Linked DNA regions of Sus scrofa: region 2 is linked to region 1. The links are chromatin contacts, called in public Hi-C maps. All regions are on one chromosome and are shown on one strand. Each heading gives the region's core, a stretch centred on a gene start, on an enhancer-like site or on the middle of the called end of the contact. The rest is flanking DNA. Distances are from core to core; before and after follow the strand shown. Region 1 holds the start of SRFBP1 (serum response factor binding protein 1). Region 2 overlaps LOC100525452 (zinc finger protein 474).

What was found. Hi-C and Micro-C count contacts between places; a contact is called where the count stands out from the background.
Region 2: a contact with region 1 is called in a Hi-C map of skeletal muscle, with 3 times the contacts expected there. The contact joins the enhancer-like site here to the promoter of SRFBP1 in region 1. A contact is called at or near these places in 7 of 47 Hi-C or Micro-C datasets (brain, embryonic fibroblasts, retroperitoneal adipose tissue and 1 more) and 1 of 2 datasets of contacts at active chromatin or transcription factors (skeletal muscle).

What each region holds. Positions count from the first base shown.
Region 1 is chr2:125,506,041-125,509,872 of Sscrofa11.1, reverse strand. SRFBP1 (serum response factor binding protein 1) reads right to left here and starts at 2,026. Exons shown (of 10, transcript NM_001244566.1): 1 at 1,981-2,026; 2 at 1,950-1,978. The coding sequence starts at 1,984. LOC102160311 (a long non-coding RNA gene) reads left to right here and starts at 2,154. Exons shown (of 5, transcript XR_002341867.1): 1 at 2,154-2,931.
Region 2 is chr2:125,691,755-125,695,586 of Sscrofa11.1, reverse strand. The region is part of intron 7 of LOC100525452 (zinc finger protein 474); the gene reads right to left. Among named protein-coding and RNA genes, the nearest start is that of LOX, 87 kb to the right of the region's middle. Within about 2 kb of position 2,181, at least 26 of the 83 cell types and tissues checked have an H3K27ac peak or open chromatin away from gene starts, as enhancers often do. A contact at or near this core is called in retroperitoneal adipose tissue and skeletal muscle, where this site is marked.

The DNA.
Region 1 (3,832 bases), core at 777-3,276:
AGGGTCAAATCAAATTGGAGCTGCAGCTGCTGGCCTACACCACAGCCACAGTTACGGGGGATCTGAGTTGGGTCTTTGGCCTGCTCCATAGCTCACGGCAACATTGGATCCTTAACCCACTGAGCCAGGCCAGGGATAGAACCCACATCCTCATGGATACTAATTTGGGTTTGTATCCTGCTAAGCCACAACGGGAACTCCCATCTCCCATTAATTTTAAATTATTACACCATTCTTTCATTATTGCCACTTTTTTTCTGTCTTTTTTCCCCTTCTTCAGATTAGAACATATACGATTTACTTAAGCGTGGGATGTATAAACTTCCTAACCTGATAAGTTTATTTAATCATCCAGCAAACACTTATAGAGCATATATGCTGCAGGTGATAGACAAACACAAAAAAGAAACAGGTAAGCAAATGTTTTCAGAGTAGAAAACACCTTGGTTGTATAAAGAACACACACTTACCCCAGAATGAACTGAATTAATAATTTTAACTGTTGTGAAGAGGCCTGGAAACTAGCTAAGTGGAAAAAGTGAGAGCCCTAAATGAAGAGTAGGGTAAAGGGTACACTCTTCTCAGTGTAATTTCAGAATTAAACAGGAAGCTCACTAGTATTTCCAGGAAATTTCCAAGGACAACACTCCAATTAAGGTCTTTTATATCTCACAGGCGATCTACCGGAAAAAAGACCAGCAATGTTTTCTGGAACTAGAAAGAGCTTAATGTATATTTATCAATGTAAAGAGAATGCCTTCAGAGTACCCCTCTTTAATACATCCTGTTCTTTACTGCCAAGTGAAATCCAGGCTTCTTAATGCAGCAGTAAAGCAGTAATATATTTCAGCTTTATTTCCTACTTCACCCACAAGTTCTCATCAGTGTAGAGTTTTCTACTCATATTATCCAAAACACTTTCTACTACCATCCCTTCCTGTTTATACTGTTTCCTCTGGCTAGAAACGCCTTCTTCCCTCTATTTGAACCACTGGATTCAATACTGTGTAAGATCCTTAAAGGCCAAGAATAAATATAACTCATTTCATTTTGCCTTCTTTGGAAACTTTTCTTTTTTTGCCTAAATAACTTTGTTTTTCTTTCTGGGTATTATTCTATAGCATGGTGGATGGTGTTTTCCCTTCCCTACCTGAGTATAGGTTTCTTAAAAACCGTCTGTCTTCCACAACTGTGTAATATGTAGTGTCTTGCTCATAGCAGACACATATATGCAATGAATAAAAAGGACGAGAACTTCCTTTGCTACAGCTGTGAGGTCCTCATTTAATCCTTGCTTTTCCAGGTTACCTTAAATCTCTGATGACTTCCTAGAATAGAAGCAGAAACTGGAAATGAGACATGACGAAACGTGGAGGTGATGAGGACAAATGTCTGATCAGACTGGATTTCAGAGAGAAATAAATTTGAGGACAGTAAGTATTAAAGTTTTGCTGTGATTGGGAGCAGAGAAATGTGACAGTACCTGAAAAAGAAGTACTGAGGGAGCGTACATCCTTATAAACCGTACGGTCTCGTTCAAGATCAGCAATTTCTAGGCATAAGGTCTCAATCTCTCCCTTTCATTTTTTGCAGTCAACAAAAGGCAGGTCATATGTATCGGAGCTTATTATCAGGCACTTTGCAAACACTTTATACATTCCAGTTACTTTAATTCTCACCAGAGCCTTGTGAGGGAGGTTCTGTCAGGAGCTTCGTTTGACAGATAAGACACTGAATATAGATTAAATGATCTTCCCAAAGTCCCACAGATAAAAATTCATGGGGAATGAGGGCCAGAGACGCTTCGGTCACCTAGATACCATGAAGGAGTTACAGCTGACATGCTACAAGTTCTGCAAAATTCGCCAGGGACTCCCCGCTTCGCCCCAGGCCTTTCAAAAAAGAGCCCTAAAGGTCAGCCCCACAGGTTCCCAGACCACGGTGCTCACCTCGTTATTGAGGTTCAAAGTCCCTGGCTGACCATAGTAGCTCCGAGAGGAGGCTCGAGCTGCCCGCACGTGAACTGTATCCACTCGAACGCGGCTGCGTCGCCAACCCCTCAACGGCGGCCTCATTGGCTCAAAATTCATCCACCTTTCACTCGAGCCGACGCACGCGCAGAAGGTACGCAGACGCGGAGGGGAAGAAAGGAAGTGACGGAGAACAACTTCCTGCGCCGAGAGCTCCGCGCCTGATTTGCGCGTTCTTGCGGAAACCCCCGCAGGGGCGGGTGGCGGAGGGGGCATTTCGCAAGCTATTACCTTGTTTAGAAGTTTTTCAAGATACTGGCTTTATTACATTCGTTTGTAGACTGGGCGCAGCTTTGTAAAGACCTTGTTTTTTGTGTCCCTGTGAGAATGAACGTTTTTTGAAAGGATCACTTGAACGACCAATTTAGCTCCGAAGTTTTGTCTAGCGTTTGTGAAGATTTAGATTTAGCAATGTTTCAGTCTTACTTTATAGCTCAGGCGTAGACATTTCTTTCTGCACACTGTAAGGAGATTATTAGATAATAACGTTTAGATAATTTAGGTAAATTTAGATAATGAACGTGTAGAGCAAAACCAGGATGAACATTTGCCACTGCCTGTGAAAATGGCTGTTTAAAAGTATTACATTAGCCTGGGTGTAGAGAAAACTTGAGGGAGTGGATCTGAAGTAGGTAGCGTATTAATAGTTAACGCCCAGTAATATTGAGCGTTAAAATGGATCAAATGCTGGGACAAACTTAGCATCAATCTCCAAAATAGTCAAGAAATCCAATGAGATAGGAACTGTTATTTTACAGATGTGGAAACTGACTTAAGAAGCCAAGTGTCTTGCCCAGAGTTGCCCAGCTGAGCCGACCACTGACACAGGATTCCAAGGCCGGTTACATAATTTCTGGGGCCCAGTGAGAAAAGAAAATGCAGGACCCCCGACGTTCATAAAGTAGGAAAAAGTTTCTTCTTTTTTACATGGTGTCTTTTGACCTGTATTGTGCTTTTTATTTGGTAGTTAATGTGGTGCTCCCTCAAGAAAAGGGATGCTATGGGGCTACTGCAGATCCTCACAGGTGCCTGGGACCCCTGCTCCAGGACTCAGGGAAGGGTTCCTGTACTGCACCAAGGTGGTAGCAGTTGCTGGGCAGAGAAAGGGAAGTGGAATCCAGAGAACCTAAGTGGGAGTATGTGGCAGGAAAAGCCACACTTGACCTGAGACTAAGCTTTTGACAAATATTCCATTGTCCCACTGGATTTCACTTACAGAACTCAGATTCATGGATAAACTTATTAAGAATTTCACGACTGTGGAGAAAGAAAATTTAAGCTAGGTCCGCTTCTGAGCCTCTATCAAAGAAGACTGTCCTACTCAGAGCTTTTGCTCTTGGCTCATGAGTCTGTACTCAATTTACAGTAATTCAGTCTTATGTTTGGATTTGTGTTATTTTAGTTTAAGGTATAATGTGGGCACCGTCGGATTAACACCTGACTTCCTGTCTGACTAATGTTGCATTAAGGTAGTGTTGCCATTTATAAATCTTACACCGAATTGTAATTGTGTCCTTTTTCAGCTGTTTCCCTTCATTATAACTGAGCTCCTGGAGTATAGGAGCTCATCACCCCAAGTGGGTAATAGCATTCATATGTAAATACATAGGAAAGGATGTTTTAAAGCTAAAAGAGCTTTAAGGAAAATATGTCTTTTAATCTGGAAGAAAAATGTTAGTATGATTCCATAATGCTTCCAAAAATGTATTCTTAAAATGAAGTTCGTCTGTAGCTTTTAAAGGCTCTGTAGTATTTTCTCTTGACCACTCTTCTTGCTCTATGACATCTGGTTTCTGTAGCCA
Region 2 (3,832 bases), core at 932-3,431, 190 kb before region 1:
ATACATAGACAACATCTGATAATGTGAGAACAGCCATCCTATCCTTCTGAATCTTTCTGTTTGTGACTTTCCCACTGAGAGGTTTGCCTTTAGAGCATGAGATACTGAGACACTGAACAGCATTTATGATATTAAATCAAACATACAACTGTAGCCCGAAACAACCGGAGCCTGTATTACAAGGGGACATTCTCAAATATATTTGGAGGTAATACAAAGAGAAAGGCAATAACATTTTTGATAGTGTAGAAGACATTACATTCAAAGAAAACACCAGATGGCAGCACCAGATGCTAGAGATGCGTCCGCTGGGATTTTTAGCTCAAACCTGAGCATCTAGGATGTCAAAGGTAGCTTAAAACTATATTCAGGGAGACTAACCTTTAAAAAAAAGAGATAGATTCCCTAAAGGAAAATAATGCCTATTTTGTAATATATTACAGGATTTTTAGAAACAGTGTTTCACGTGTTACAAGCAAAATACTAAGAAAATAACACCAAATGTTATGTAACTAATAAAAGTGAACTAAACAAAGGCTTTATTTTGGGTTGTAGTAATATTTAACTTTGCCAATCTGTGTTCCAATTAGCCAGAAAGGCCTTAAGTCAAAGAATGAAACACTATCAGCTTATAGAAAAGGGTAATTTTTCACAAATATTAAAATGTATTCACTCACATTAAAATAAGGGGCAATAATGACCTCTCTTCATGTACTTTTAGTGTCACTTAGGACATTGCTTGCTAAAGCAGACATCAAAGGGTCTCATTAAGTAAATGCAACATTAAAATTTAAAGTGATGATCTATGTTTTTCCATACTATGCATCAAAATTTTGTCTGGAACACGACTTTTAAAATCTATTAAATTGGGTATTACTCTTTAAGGCTTTCCTTCTTTTAGAGGAAAGAAGAGGACTACGAGGCTGCTAGGACACTTGTATAAAGGAAGACCAACACCCCAGGGAGTCACACCTATTAAATAAAAATCTTCACTGAGAGTTTTAGTCCTCATACATACTCTTGGTATCCTTCACAACTTCATTGTGAGATCAGGGAGTGAGAATTCAGCGCTACATTTTGGATGAGAAGCAACAGGACAATTCAAGCCCATCCAGTGGTTAGAGGGCAAAGCAGAGCTGGCAAAGGCACCCACTGCCGACTTGGAAGAGGGTGGTCTCAGTGGCATTTTTTTAGTTTTGATTGAAGGGAAGAGGAGCATCTGTGTCATCGGAGAACCGAGCCAGTCGATGGAGGAGGAACATTCCCGGCGGAGGGAAACACTCTGCCAGTGAAACAGTCATTGTTGCCCAAGTGCAGTGAATTGTTTCCAAGTTCTGTGATCATGATGCTGAAAATATTTTTCTCACCTGAGTTTACTCAGGATTGAGCACCCTGAGAAGATCAGGCAAACCTGCTGATTCTAATGTGAAGTCAGATCAAGGATGCCAGAGGAAAACAGTCCTAACTGATAAAAGAAGAAACGAAGCAAACGTCTGAATTGAAAAAAGAAGCATGTGTGTCATAGTCAGCCAAAAGCTGGTTCGCCACAGGCAGATGAAATTCTGAAATTTAATAATGCACAAGGCAGGGATCTTTATGGAAATGAATGATTCACTGCACTATCTAAATCTTAGATGACACAAAGAAAGAAAAACAGCGATAGACAGGGTCAAATTATAGCCCAAAGAGGAAACTACACTATCCAGGAGATGCTTTCTGCCCAAAGCACAATGCAGTGGCAAAAGTTTTTTCAAAGGAAGGAATAAAGGGGCAAGAGATCTTGGGCCACTCAGAAGCCTAGGAGTTTTCTCCATTTTAATGAACCCAGGCTTGTTCTAAATCTGGCAGCTACAGGGACCCTATGTTGGATGACCTTTCTATACCCTCCATGAAAGCCTGTGTGGTCCCCCAATGGGCCAGCGCACATCTGACGGCAGTGTGTGCCAGTTTCTCACTGACACGCGCCTTTTCAGGTCGAGAGCAGGCTCGGCTCTGCTCTGACGCAGCCATGTCCTCTAGATGCCCCTGTTCTGACGGACTCTCCCTGTACTCGGATCTAAACGCATCAGTCATTGACAGCCACCACGGGCCTCTCCTCCTGACATTCTTTCCTCCAGAGGATTGAGTCAGGAGGTGTCCTCTTGTGAAGCTGGGGGCCCAGGCCAGCCTCTTTCAGCAGTAGTGACTGAGTGAGAACATGCTATTCGCAGCCTGCTGGCTCCACTCTTGGGAGCACAAAGTATGTGTTACAACAACAAGCACGAGACTCCTGACCACATTCTTCCCTATCTCGAGATCTGTAATGAGAACATTTGAAGTACATGCATATAATCAGGAAACAGGGCTGGAAGTCAGCATGCTAAGTGAGTTTCTGATTTGTGGCTCTGAGACATAGATTCTTTCGCTCTCTGAATCCAGACCCCACACATTTTGGAAGGAAAGCAACAGCCAGAAGATGAGAAAAACAGTTCATGTTTATGAGACCAGCCTAAAGCCCATGCCACACTTACAAGTTTGGGTTTTCATTCGGCAAAGAAACTAGCTGTTCTTTCTTCAAGTTCATTGGAAAATATGCCCATTAGTCTGACTCTTTGGCTTTAGGATCATTGTCCTAGAATCTTCTAAACCAGTAAGTGAGAGATCATTTTATTTTAAATATGGAAGTTAGGGAAAAGTACCCAATACTTGCCAAAGTAGTTCAATAAAAAAGTAAGGAAGAAAAATTGGATTAAAAATAAAGGATGGCTCCCCATTCTCCATTCCTTCTGGTTTAATTTTGTTTGTTTGTTTTGTTTTGTTTTGTTTTGTTTTACAGTAGCTTGGATAACCTTAGTTTCCTGAAAATAGTTCATTTAAAGAACCCCTGCAAGTGGGAGATTTCAAGTCGAATGCCATAGAGAAAAGAACGGACCACCTCCTATTTCTCGGTTTGACATCCCATAATGTGTGACACAGGACAGTACAACCACATACCTGGCTTCACGGTAGGACAAAGCACAAGGACCACACCCTGTCTTGCAGGTAGCCACACTCATAAGCGTCCTTCCCCTTTCCAGTTGTTGATGACACCTTAGGTAAAGGCCCAACAATACTTCACTCTACACGTTGGGGACCCCTGGGATAATACTCCTTTACAATTGCCCATGTCAGGGGCCACAGCCTGGTGTCTGACTCAAACATGGGGTACAGAGCAGCAGCAGGAATTCAGCACTTCCCAGATCCATGAACACACCTAGCTGGCTTTGGGTCTGCCCTGGGGTTAATTCCCCACACATGACAACCATGTTAAGTATTAAAAGAAAAACATGCTGCATTTTAGAGCATGTTTATTTCTGCAAGTGCTCCAGTGTTTAATTACTGCTAAAGTCATTTGGGGTTTTTGACACAGATTCTATTTTAGTAACATAAACTCAGCATAACTCAGCATTGCCAAAAATGAATTCCTAAGGTAGATGACTAAAATAAACCGGTAATAAATATTGGCTGTTGGAATGGGAACTATATCTCGGTAATGTAGACACAGCATTACTGACTCATTTTCAAATAACAGTCTCTCCCAAGGATTATTGGTATGAGGGATCAGAGAGGAAAGAAGTCCATCTCTCTTTTAGGCAGCAGGATGGAAGAGGACTACGAATACACCAGGCGAGGATGTTTTTACATCTAATTTGCCAACAGAAATATAGCCCCTGGTGTCTGACAAGGGATCCATTTGAAAAGGCTGCATTGAGGCAGAAACAAGACATTGAAAGAAACCATCCTAGGAGTCGAGGCAGCTGATTCTGGGGACAGTTTTCTCTTATTCTCCGGGAAGTTAAAATGTACTCCCAGG